2 separate regions of the Mus musculus genome follow, and region 1 is linked to region 2. A link is a contact called in public Hi-C data. All regions are on one chromosome and are shown on one strand. The core of a region is the stretch at or near the end of the contact, and the rest is flanking DNA. Distances in the headings are between cores, read along the strand shown. Region 1 overlaps Rorb (RAR-related orphan receptor beta). Region 2 overlaps Trpm6 (transient receptor potential cation channel, subfamily M, member 6).

Region 1 (6,323 bases), core at 1,529-4,028, 100 kb before region 2:
TTCCGTCCCAGCTGTAAAGTTCGGGAGGATGTCCAAGAAGCAGCGGGACAGCCTGTATGCTGAGGTGCAGAAGCATCAGCAAAGGCTGCAGGAGCAGCGGCAGCAGCAGAGTGGGGAGGCGGAGGCCCTCGCCAGGGTGTACAGCAGCAGCATTAGCAATGGCCTCAGCAACCTGAACACCGAGACCGGCGGCACATACGCCAACGGGCACGTCATTGACCTGCCCAAGTCCGAAGGTTATTACAGCATAGATTCCGGTCAGCCGTCTCCCGATCAGTCAGGACTGGACATGACTGGGATCAAACAGATAAAGCAAGAACCTATCTATGACCTCACATCTGTACCCAACTTGTTTACCTATAGCTCTTTCAACAACGGGCAGTTAGCTCCCGGGATAACAATGTCTGAGATCGGTAAGTCCGAGTCTTCCCCAAGTTTCATTTCTGGAATTTCTCCATTGACGGTGTCTTAGTCCTACTTAGGGAAGTCGTTTTTCACAGCCCTAGATTAAATTGCATGCATACCTGGTTTCTACTGAGAAGATAACATTGGTTTAAAATATACTCTCACAATTATCACTAGCCCCTTGCCCTATAAAAGTTGTTATGAGTGAAGGAAGATGGAAGGAATTGAAAGATGCTATTAGGGATGAATGGATGCTGTTGGGTGAATGTGGATTCTTACTGAAGAAAAAACGTTGATGGGAGCAAGAAAATGTTCTAATTATCCAAAGTAATGTTACTGAAAGGGAAGTGGACACAATATGGAGTAATACAATGAATGATTCTCAAAGATTGCAGGGACTACACCGTAAGTGCAAGTATCCCAGCTTTCTTCTCTGTAAAGGTATAGCAGGCAGACCAGACCATCGCTATGGATTTGAGGAATCTAAATTGAAGAATTTGACATGAGCGAGATATTCTGGGGAGAATGCTCACACACAAGTACTTGAGTTTAATTCTCAGAATCCATATTTTTAAAAGCGTAGTACCCCACATATAATCTCAATACTAAGGAGGTAGACACAGGCAGACCCCTGGACTTCTTGGCCAACCAGCCTAGACTACTTGAGCTCCAGAACAGAGATCGAGCCTGTCTCAAAGTAACAAAGTAGATAAGTCCTGAGAAACAACAGCCAAGTTTATCTCACATACATGTATAGACATATGTAAGCATACACATATGTGCATGTACCCACACAAATTCTGTATGGGATTCTGGACCACCACAACAAAGACTATGATCTTGGCAATACAGAGTAACAAGTTAGTCCCTGACATTTCCCATTATGACGATGACTTTTGACTTCTTAGTGTACAGTGTCAGGGTGCCCCATCTCAGGCTAACCCTCTTCTGACATTGTAATATTTTTTGTCTTTTTAACTCAACAGTCTAGTGAATGCTCAGTGGGTTGATCTAATGAACTGCCACAAAGATAAGAACAGATTTTTTAGGGTACTTCCCTCCCTGACAACAGAGCTCCATGTGCACCTTGCCACAAAGAAGCTAGATTAAAACCAGAAGTGACTGCCTCCAGGCTAGGAGGCAGGCACCTGAGTTCCAATCCTGGCTCCGTAGTTTGCAGTGTTAAGTAGAGCAAGTCCTTTGACCCCAGATCTCTAATCTTTGAAAGGGATAAAGCAGTTTCAGGTCACGGGGATCTCATAAAAAAGACAACACCAGACAAGTTCCCACTAAGCCTCTGCTACTGTGCGTAGTGACCATCAAATAAGTGACAAGAGCCCACAAGTGTTTTCACTTTACTTCTGGTGAACATATAATGAAATGTTGGCTGTTCTGGGAGCTTATAACATGCATTTGCGGAAGAAATAATGTCACACAACGATAAACCTGAGATGTGACGTCTCTGTTTCAGTGGTGTCTTGTGTGGTAGAAAGTTAAGCTATTGATGTCCCAACCAAAAGACACCAATAGCTGGACTCAGACTAGTCCACTATATTGTCATCCTTATTATATTGAAGATACGTTGTAAAATTTCATTTTCACAAAAGTCTTAAAAGAAAAAAAAAAACCTCCTGTTTCAATGCAAAAACAGAACCCCAAAGGCAATTCACTGCTTCTCAAGAAACCTGTGGTAACTTCCTGACAGAACTCAGGATCTACTTCAGTAAGTCTAGTTCCAGGGTCTTGTGGCTCATCCATTTACCTGCTACTTATTCATTCACAACTCCTAGAAATGGCCTTTGTGTGAAGGGGGCCTCTAAACTTTCAAGAAAGGTATGTCAAACCAAATAACATACTATCTACTACTCAAGCTCTTGAGTGCAGTATTGTATTGGACCATATTTAGTCCCTGTGAAAGGGAAACCTGGAATTGACCAAGCAATCTTTGCCCTCATACATAAAAAAAAAAAAAAAAAAAAAAAAAAAAAAAAAAAATCTATCACGGTTTATTTATGACTTATCATCAATAGAGATTATGATAAGAAAAATACAGCCCAAACCACTGTCTGTGAGTTCCTGTGAGCCATCGCTTTCCCTGTCTGGCCCTCAGCCTATTTTCCTAGGAGCTGAGAGAAGAGACCTGGATAGTCTCAGGTTTTATCATGGCTTCCTGCAGAGGCACTGCCTCCCAAAGAGGACTTTTCATAATTATTTCAAGACATCAGTAGTCTTTACAGATCTCTCCATGTGCTCTAAATTTTCATCAGACTTGAAGAGTGAAATTAGAATTGTCCTGTGAGTACTCTCAAATGCAACAGACTCTTAAACCTAAATAGTGGCTCTGTTCATATTTTGCTAAAACAGCAATGCCACCTAGTGGACACAAACCCATTCCATGTGTATGGCTCTAAGTGTTATGTGATTACATGACACAGTAGGGTGGTGGATGCCTCCCCTTGCCTTAATGAACTATCTAAAACTTGCCGTTTGTGTCGCTGAAACACTAAGTCCATAACAGCATCATTATGGGAGAGGTGTCAGAGAGTGCTTATGGGCTCTGGTTCACAGTCAAGCTGCAACCTTTTATCTTGGGCAAGTAACCTGACAGCTATGAGTCTCGGCATTAAACCTGGACCAGTAATAGTCACTGTGCTTATGCATATATACTGTCCAAATGGATAACTGAGCTGATATTTATAACTTCTGTTGATATTACTTGCCATGCTCAAGAAATCACTGTAACAATATGATTGACATTGTAATTATTACATGATAAGATCCCTAGCTGTTATAGACAATATAATCACCTTTTACCATTGTACTAAATGATACTCTACCTTTTAATTTTAATAGCACACTAGTGGATAAAAGATGCTCTAGGTATCTTTTGTATACCTATTTTACAGGAAATATATATATATATATATATATATTGAGGCTTAGAGGTCACAGTCTCACAAACACCAAAGAAGAAATTTGAGCGCAGGTCTAAGAAATCGGAAGCCAGTTTTTTAGACATGAGTATGTGTATTTTCTCCTGGAAACACTGAGGACACTCAGAAGCTCATTCTCATTACTACACAAAAGCATGTTTGGCCCTTGGTGCCTAACATCGTTCTAGGTGACACTAAATAAAGTTCACAGAGTTTTCTGTGGACGTTTTGTCTTTATTTGATCATTAGGCATCAGAGTGACTCTTCTGCTGGCATGCTGGCATTTGAAAATTCCTGTACAGACAAAAGAGAAAAATCTGGGCTTAGCAACATTTTCAATAACGAACTCAAGACTCTGGCACACTAAGAAATTTGTGAGCACCACATTTGGCCACTGATTCTGACTGCCTCCTCTGGTTTCTGAGAGGGTAAAGAACATGCAGTCCTGCCACCATGCTGAGCTCAGTCCTTATGAGAAGATCTTTCTTCTGAAGCAAGGTTTGGATTAGCCTGTGCTCAACCAGTCCTCGCATCCTTGAAATGTTTAATTAAAATTGATTTGTGGACTGCAACATAACAGTCCGAACAACTATGTATAAATCACCAAGTCAATTATTATAACTGTTACTAAAGTCAGAAATAAGCCCAAAGCAAGTCCACCCTTCTCCAAGGGGTCAAGAAAACCCACACTTCCTGGAATAAGGATCCTGGTGCTAATAGTTTCTGTTTAGAGGAAAATGGAAACATCTTTCACGTGTATCAGTCAGCAAGAGATTTACCTCCTGCTTCAGATCAACCATGAAGAAGCTTCTAGATAGGTTAAAGGTGAGAAATGGGAGTTTGTTCCCTAAGACACAGAGTGAGTCAACCCAGTAAAGATCAACTCTAACTTAAGCAACTTGTTTTACTACCATAGACTTCCATGCATGCTTTGAAGGATTTCTTTTTGCAATATTCCAGCCACTAAATCAGCAAACTGCAGCTTCTATCCTTACCATCTAAGTGACAGCGGTCAAGAGAAGTAGTTACAATTAGAATAGAATAGACTGGCTATCAGTAGTGACGCACCAGCCTAGCGTGCATAAGACCCTTAGATAGATCCCCAGCATGCTAAACTAAGTAAATTAATTTTTAAAACTGTCATAGAACCTAAGTCCTAGGTGATCCTGGATATGAAGTTCTGGGAGCTGGCGCGTATCAGCTACTCAAGACCCCTTCTTATCAGGGAAACTTTTTTATTCCCAGAATCTTGAGGCTGGAAAGCAAAACACAGTTAAGAGAACAGAAACAGCAAAGAATATTTCAGAAATATATCCCTGGGCTTTTCAGAATCCCAAGAGAAAAAGAAGTCATGAAATAAGAAGAAACTGGAAGTCAACCGCAAATTAATATTTAGGCCTTAGTATTGACAGGCCTTGGCTGAAAATTTACTTCGAGCTAGCATGATGGATGTGTTATGTCTCTGGGAATAAAATTTTGCGTGGTTGGTGATAGAGAAGGGAAGCTAGGCAGAGGATTCTCAGAAAGTGAGCAGGAAAGAAAATGGAACCATTGGCTTTTGCTTTCCATCAGAGCTCTCTGATACTCTGGGGATGCCACAAGATTATATTCTCAGTAAAGCTCATTTAAGCTGAAGGATGATTGACAAGGTATCTAGAAAGTTCCAGAAAAGAAAGTTCAAGGAGGCAGACAATATTTTTAAAAGGAGAGAGAAAATTAATATATACACATGCATATATATGAATATATATGTATATCCATCCTTAAATTAGCTGTAATGCTAAGCAGGATGGTGTGTCTTCCATACCATCGGCTGGGTCTTCCCTCCAGGTGTAGACAAGGGAATGTGAACTCCAGGTCTCATTCTTTCCACATAGTGTTAGCATGGATTTGTTCTCATATTCCTTTTGTGTTCTATTCATGGAATCTGGAGTTTAAAGTAACAAACACAGAAATAACCCTCATTTTAGATGTGTCTATTACATAACTGAGTACGATATGAATAGTTAGAGGACACTACACAAGCAGATTGGCATAAAAATGATCTAGTCTCAGTCATGTACGACTTTATACTGTTAAGGCTACAGAGCCACACAAAGGATTTACTCAGGGTGCTTTATTTTGCAATTTTTTCAGTAAGTGTCAAATGTTGACTTTAAGAATTAAGTAGACACCGTGGACTTAAAGCAGCCTTTTATTTTTAAAGATGGTATAGACTTTTCTAAGTATTTTATAACTGCTGTTATTTAACTTCCTGTGGGGGTGTGATACAGGGAACAGACGCTGCAGCTCCTGAAGTATCTATGTCCTCTAGTAGCATCTGTACACATACAAGTGACATTCAGTTTCTAGTAATAGAGGTCATTAACACAAATAGGATACTACATCTATTGGAGAAAGCTTTCAAATAGTCTGAAGAATGGAAAATACATTGGCTGTGGTTAAGCTTTTCTTAACTTGAGGGTAAATGTTTTGTAAATGTCCCATAACCCCCTGGCTGACACTCACTCCAGCCACAGACTCTGCGGGCATTTAGAGAAAGTATTAATATTTGCAATCACAGGAAATCTTCTATTCATGTAGGCTGGTTCCAAGTGTTCCTCTTTATGCAGCTCAGTCTCCCCATCTGAAAAGTAAGGCAACTGGACAAAATGACCTCAGAGGATTGTGAGGGTTTTTTTTTCCCACTTTCCAGAGAGTTTTGACAATGCACACAGGCAATCCTTATTTCAACAACTACAACAGGAAAAGCACAGAAGAGTGGCAAAGAGGGACTTCTGAGCCACTATGCACTCCATAGCAGTGCTAAATAGCATGGTTGTGGCAGTAGCCATTGAGCCCCTCCTCAGGACCCAGGAAACCCTTCTCTGGGCTTCTATTTAGTGGTGTGACCATGACCAAAACCCAGCCAAGCACTTGCTTCTCTCCATCTACTATCCCCCCAAAACCATATAACTAAGTAAATAATAACAAAATGAAAGTCAG
Region 2 (7,377 bases), core at 3,783-6,282:
TGATCCTGATGCCCCAGCAATGTTAATATCAACATTCCTCAGGCCTCCAAACCTGTTTTTTGCCAAGAACTGGAATGTGAAGAAAATCAGAAAAGAAGAGGAGAGTACAGGAGAGGAGGGACAGGGAGGGGAGGGGAGGGGAGGGGAGGGGAGGGGAGGGGAGGGGAGGGGAGGGGAGGCGAGGCAAGGCGAAGACAAGAGAAGACAAAAGAAGACAAAAGAAGACAAGAGAAGACAGCAAAGTTCAGGTTGATGAAATGCACCCCAAGGTGGTTATTTCCTTTCTGAATGACAGTCTCAAACACAGTAGTACAAGGAGGAGAAAAGGATATATAGAGTCAGACCAGCTTAAGCCTATGTCCTGCTTCCTCTTTAAGAGCTGTGTAACCTGAGGCAAATTATTTATACTTTCTGGTCCTAAATTGTCAATAATATATGCTTTGAGGTGCTGCTTCTGGGATTAAATGAGGTCATTTTTATGAAAACTTCTGGGCCAAGTCCTTTATTTGACCCCAAAGCTCCAGTCCATGAGCCCAAAAACTAAACTTCAGCCATAACACACATTCTGTGTCCTCCTTACAAGGAAAGCCTGCTGGAGACGCTCTGATGTTCTGTGGAATTAGACATCCAGCAGGAGGTGGGGATAGTGGGAAATTCTCTGATCAAAGGCTTCCATTAAATAAGAGTGCACTGCAGCCCTTTTTTGGAGCCAAGGACTTCCCTGAACTGTCATATCAAGGGATATATCAAAGAAGGCAAGCTAAATTATAAATTACCAAGGCAATAAACTCCATATAATGAAAAGTATCCAGAATTTAAACTTCCCCATGTATGTGAATACAAATCTAAATTTTCTGGTAAGCATAAGGCAAGGCAAAGGGTAACACCAAAACAAAGTACAAAAGCCATTACCCATTGAGTTCAATGTTTAAGATCTAAGCATGACTCTGTGCCTACATTTTCCCCTCAAAGAAGAAAACAGCAAACTGGGTACTCATGTTCATCAGTGTGCAATATTTCTGAACTAAACACCTAAATCTCTCTACCAAGCTAGGTAGAACACCTCCATGTGTCCATCCTAGTTCTTGTAAGATTTCTGGAAACTCTACATTTTCAATTAATTACCTTGCAAATCTAAAACCAGCAGCTCTCCCCGGGTATATTCATAGGTCCAGTGAGAGAAAGCCAACATCAGTTCTTCCAGGGTATTGGTGGGAGCTATTTCATCACCATTGTTGTTATTGTATTTCCGGAACTCCCCTGTCATGTACTTCTCAATGGTTAACCATTGGTTGGCTGAATGGCAGTAGACCAAGGAAACCTCGAGAAACCTGTGAGGAACAAAAGAAGCCAATGATGCCCCAACTCACACACAATATAGCAAGCATGGCAGCTACCCTACAGAGCACTCGGCTGCACAAATCACCAAACCTTGGCCTTTCTATGGAAGGAAGGAAAAAGACAGCTGGGAGGTTTGTTCCCATGCTTACTTGCCTCCCTTTTCTTTGAGAAAACTTTCCAACTATTTTATGAGTACCGAGTCCAATTTTTCTTGCCAGGCTCTATAAAATTTCTTGTAAAACAGGGGGGAAAGGCTTTATTCTAATTCCTCCACACCAAATTATGATCTGCCTTGATAAGTGAATACAAGCATATCAAGACACCCCAGGGGAAATTGTGAGTATTCGTGATTACAAACTTCCTAATTGGTTTAGGATGCTAGGGAAGTAACTAAGCTTTAAATAGACATGATTTGGGGCCATAATACCCCTGGGCATTAGCAACTGCACCCAGGATCTGCCTGTCTCACCTAATTGAAATGTTGATCATCAATCTGCTTGAACTTTTTTCCACTCGCATAATTTTAGGAACTTAAGCCAAGGTATGTCTGGAACATCTAATTATCTTTATACCAGTCTGTACAACTTTGGAAGGAAGAACCCCGAAAAGCACCATTGGAGAACTTCCCCGTGGGTCTGGTATTTCTAAAGTCTAATGGGCTGAGAAGAGGTTAATAGGAATTCTTCTTATAATGAAGAGCCACAGTGCCAGGTTTACTCACCTTGGTGTATAGGGAATGGTTTGTGGTTTTACTTGGTTAAAGGTATAGATGAGTTTTTGGGCAGCTCTTTGCTGTTGAATTTCCTTGAGAGAGAGAGAGAGAGAGAGAGAGAGAGAGAGAGAGAGAGAGAAAGAATTATTTAAAATATATATACCAAATGCATATGTGATCAATGTCAGTTACTCGTATAATTCTAGGAAAAGACATGAGTTTGGGACAGTATCAGAGGACATGGGAGAAGTTGGAGAGGGAGACAGAAGTGGCAATGTTGTAAATACAGCATTTATTAAATTCCCAAAAAATTTAAATAATTGTTCACTAACATACATAGTCTTGCTTATAAAAGATCTTTATATCAGCCTGTATAACTATGGAAGGAAGAACCCAAAAAGCACCATTGGAGAACTTTCCCATGGGTCTGGTATTTCTAATGTCTAATGGGCTGAGAAGAGGTTAATAGGAATTCTTCTTATAATGAAGAGGCACAGTGCCAGGTTTCTAGACTGCCCAACATTTAATATTATTTACCTTCTACCACTCTACCCACAAAGCAAATGTCCTTTACAACAAAAATAAAAAAAACTACCACCTTCCAAAACTAAAAGACTCTTTTTCAGTTGAGGAAAATCCATCTTAGATAAAGATGTAGCCAAAGACCTCTGTGTTGTTATGTTCTCCTTTCTGGGATCTCGGTATCTAAGGTTCTGGCTTACCCTAAGGCAAAGATGAAGCACAGTGCTCTCCTGGAAGATTTTATACCACGTCTGCACAACCTCGGGGAGAAAAGACTTCACAATGAAAACCTGCCCAGGCTTGAGAACATCATCCTCAGACCAGGTGCTGATAACTCGCATGGCTTTGCGGAGACCCCCATCCATTTCCTCTTGTGACAGCACCTGAATCATGGCAGCTCTGCCATGCTGCGACCAAGAGGACATGCTCTTATCCAGGGTCAGAGGAGAACTTTCTTCAAGCTTGTAGATGGTCACTTCCTCTCCTGCTGCAATAAGAAGTGAAAGCCAGTTAAATAAAATACGGGGTCTGGAGTGTGCTTGGTGCCCTGAAGATCAACTCAGAATCTGTTCAGCTGTGTCTGTCATCAAAGGAGGGTACAGCTAGCAGGAGCTAGAGCAGAGTCAAGGTACAAATTGGCCTGACTTGCCCTCCAGTGAAGGTGGGGAGGGTAAGGAGGAATAAACCATCAAATGGCATATAAGAATTAAGTTGTACTTACTATAAACTAACTAGTTATCGGTATTAAAAGCAGTATAAATATGTCAGCATTGTTAGACTTTTTATTGGAGACATGATTTGCTTTATAATTAAGGCTAACCTAGCTAGCAATCATTACATATCACAGACTAGCTCCAAATCTTTGGTCCGTTTGCCCTACCTCCTGAGTGGTGAGATTATAGGCATGTGATAATGACACCCTGGCTTGAGACAAATATATCTATGGAAACAATTTAACCTGTATTTATTCATTACTAGCCCCCTAAGGAGCAAGCAGTTTTACAACTATCCTTCATATAATATACACATATCTATATGTTTATCCATGCTTTTATACATAAACAACATGATGGATTTTGTTTTCTGGGTGTGGTTTTGCTTGTTTCTCCTGCTCTGCAAAGGGTAATTTTACTTCACCAATAATGCATGTTTTTACCCAGTGGAAGTCACTCGATTGCAAGTTCATACCCTGAGCTTTTGAGCTTGTCAGCAAGCTACTGAAACCCTCCATTTCCTCCTCAGCAAGAATGAATGATAACATTTGTTTCAGTGGTTTGCTGTACAGATTACATATGTCATCAGGCTTAGAGCAAGCTAGGACCTCAGGAACAGACTTAGCCCCACTTAAAAATACTGAATCCATAAAACACTGCTCTCACTTTAAGCTTAGAGAACAGAAAGGGCTCACCCCTGGGCTTGGGTATCTTATTGCTGCATAAGAGGAGTAACAATCCACACAGAAGTTCTCTCTCGGTTGTAGCCCATTGCTTATACCTTTTATACCTTCCTTATATCTTTACTTCAGATATCCCCTATGTTATTATTATTGTTTGCCTCCTTGTTTGTTTTCTGTGAACACCATATGAAGTTACCAAATCTATTCTCTCAACCTCATATCTAGTTCCTTATCAATTCTGGAGACTGTGTGGTATATTCTCAAATGTTTATTCTTGATGCTCAAAGTAAACACCACTGAAGAGCTCTTTGGAGTCCTAATTCCTTTAGGACTTTAGAGAAGAGCTATTGATTTGCAAAATGAACCATGGAGCCAAGAGGAAGAAGAAATCGTCTGCATAAACAATCAGTAGCCAACCTGGTCTTTCCCCCATTGGAACAGTGAGAAGAGACTGAGGAGGGAAGGCAGTGTAGGGACCTTTGTTACACTGTCAACTGTGCTTCATTCTGCTAGGCAGAAAACCTCGGGTACCCTTGGCTAACTCGAACTTGCTTCTCTTTACTTCTCCAGATTTTAAAAGCTACATTTGCAGTCGGAGGAAAGAGCAATCCACGGATGTGAAACAAAACAAACAAATATAAAACAACAAACAAAGGATTTCTCTTCCCATGCCTGTCAGCTTTCAGCATACTGACATGCCGTGCTTTCTTCTGTGTTCATTATATAAGGTTGGTTTGTTCTTTTCTTCCCGATGCGTGTGTCCGGCCTCAAATCATTGAATGCCAGGTGCAGGATCACGCTTGCTTCCCAACCGCTGACCCATGGAGGTCCCAGCCCCACAGGCTCAGCTTCTGACCCTAAATGCTGCCCACAGTAGTTAACAATCTCTACTTTGGGAAGTGAATCTCCTTAATCTACAACGTGGACAAAATAAAATTTGTGAGTCAAACGAGGCACATGGTGTCTTTTCTGTTGCACGCTGACATTCAGTCTACCCTTGCCTAGCCTCGAGAGGAGGGAGATGTTACTCACTGAACAGCTGGATTGGTGTAAACGGTATGGTCTGAGACAGTCTCATTAAATTATTCCTTTCAATGGCTGCAAACAAAAACAGATTGACTACTTTAGGACTGTATCAACAATTAAACCTACAGAAAGCCACACACACAAGAATACACATGAATTCCAGAATATTTCATTTCAAGCATCCTTTATTTTTTCCCACTAGCAAAAACTATTATATATAATAGTTTTAAATATAAAGTGCACCTTAAATCAAAAGGATATCTTAGTCTTAGAAAACTTTTATATGAGGTTATATAACATGGTCTATGAAGGGGCTATCTCTTTTCTCTCCCAATAACAAATGAGACACTAATTCAAATAATGTATGATTCTTTCTTATAAATGGTTTTTAATCTATGTTCCACATTCTCTAGTTTCCTTTTTCCGAAGCAAACTCAGTGCACAGTGGTCTGTGGGGACATCTACTGTTGGTTTTGTGGAGTTTGCCTTCTTTTTCCCAGAGAGGATGGAACACTAATTTTAATTAGAAGCGAGTGATCTGCATTTTCCTGCCAAGAGGCATAGCCTAACAGATCAGAGTCTGTGCAAGTTACAGTATTCCTCGCTAGAGACTCTCTACAGCTGGCAGTTAGAGTCAAAATAATAGATTACTGCTGAGCTAGAGGAGTCAGTCATAGGAGCCTAGACTGAGGAGGCAGGAATCCACAGATCCATTATTCACCACAGAGGAGAATTCAGAATAAGACAGTTTATTATGGGACCCTAAACAAATGACCTTCATATAATAAGACCAGTAATTACAGTGCTGGCAAGGTCTTGTTCACACTGAGTGTTAAACTCAGTAAAAGCCCTGTCCTTGTGTTATCTCGCCCACTGAGAGCTATGACCCTGGAGGAACCATAACGTGGCATAAGTCCAGCTGGTCTAAGTTAGTGTGCATCTCAAAACATTTGCCTCTTAATTCTCAACTAGCCCTTTGGCAGACTGTCCCTCAGAAAGAGCAAGGACAATCATTCCTACTCTCAAAGAAAGACAACTGAAGTGCTATGAAGCATTGCCTAATGACAGAGTCGAGATCCTTGGCATCTCTGCTAAATGGCATCTTTGCAAGGCACATTTGTTGGCCTTATTCTGTGGGGGGGGGGCCTCTATTCAGTGGTTATGTTCACTGAGGGATCTGGAGGGTACAAACCTACCTTTAAGAAGGACTTTCAAGTCTGCCCTTTCCCAATTCAAAATATTGGGATCAGGCTGGGGTTTAGCTCAGTGGTAGACCACTTTTCCAGCAAGGCTCTGAGTTCAAGCCCCTGAATGGCAATAAAAAAGGAACAATACGAAGAAAGATGCTCAAAACACTAAAATATATGGCTTTTGGCTAGCACTGAGCTTGCAAGGAAATTTTAGACACTAAGGGCTTCTTCTTCCAAATTTGCCAACACACATGCACATTTTTTATGTGAATTTTCTTAAATCCCAACAACTTGTTCTTTTGAGTCTAATTATTCCAGCCATTCGAGTAAATAATTTTCTGAATTGAAGCAGTGTTGACAATGTGGAGTTGATGGACGCTTATGTTTACAAGTGTAGAATCCCACACATTTTGCTCAGTTGACCCATCTGTGCACACACACTTCCTACCTGAATAATGGTGGTGAGGCTCTTGAGGGCTTTTTAAGGAGGTTGAGATCTCTGCAATCATAGAAATGATTGGCATTTTAATTACTTGGCTAGAGATAAATACATGTTTATACACTGCCTTCAACGTTACTATTAAACGGCTTAACCGGAATACCTTCCCACTATTCAGAAACGCTTGCCCAATATCCTTTCGTGCATTATTGCGCTGCTTGCTATCCTGACAGCTTCCAATCATCGGTGCAATATCTCCAAGCATATTTATATGGGGAATTGGAGAAAGACAGGTAATATTAGCCTCAAAGTATATTTCCTCTGAACCAATTACACCTCTGGGTTACAGGAGGCACACAGCTGCCCATCATGACATCCCAGAAGCATGATTCTCTGAGTTCTTTGCCAAGATGCACCTAACCATGCAAAGACAATATTAATGCCAAGTTATTAGCAGACTACATTACTGACCAAAACTAATGACAAAACATTACATCTGTGCCAGATACATAAGAAGAGGTGGCCAGTATCACATCATGGGATTTGTTAAGCTGTACCAGGACCCTGTGTTGGAAATCCAACACCTCCAGTGTTAGCTCACTCTTTTCTATCTGTTCCATCCCTAAATCATAAGGCTCAGGAGAAATCCTTTGAAATGGTTTTGCTGTTCCATGAAAATCAAAATTAAAGTGGAGAAACTTCAGTCCCTTGGCAGCAACTGCTTTACACCTACAAGAATAAACAGCAGAGT

What was found. Hi-C and Micro-C count contacts between places; a contact is called where the count stands out from the background.
Region 1: a contact with region 2 is called in a Hi-C map of neural progenitor cells, with 3 times the contacts expected there. A contact is called at or near these places in 38 of 484 Hi-C or Micro-C datasets (3T3-L1-derived adipocytes, the AML12 cell line, the C2C12 cell line and 22 more), 5 of 130 datasets of targeted methods (astrocytes, differentiating embryonic stem cells and neural progenitor cells) and 1 of 9 other capture datasets (embryonic stem cells).

The regions. Positions count from the first base shown.
Region 1 is chr19:18,971,671-18,977,993 of GRCm38.p6, reverse strand. It overlaps Rorb (RAR-related orphan receptor beta), which reads left to right. Exons shown (of 10, transcript NM_001043354.2): 4 at 12-413. Among named protein-coding and RNA genes, the nearest start is that of Rorb, 140 kb to the left of the region's middle.
Region 2 is chr19:18,871,521-18,878,897 of GRCm38.p6, reverse strand. Trpm6 (transient receptor potential cation channel, subfamily M, member 6) reads right to left here. Exons shown (of 39, transcript NM_153417.2): 32 at 6,636-6,686; 33 at 5,004-5,069; 34 at 2,776-3,062; 35 at 2,063-2,145; 36 at 1,126-1,331. Among named protein-coding and RNA genes, the nearest start is that of Gm41814, 130 kb to the right of the region's middle.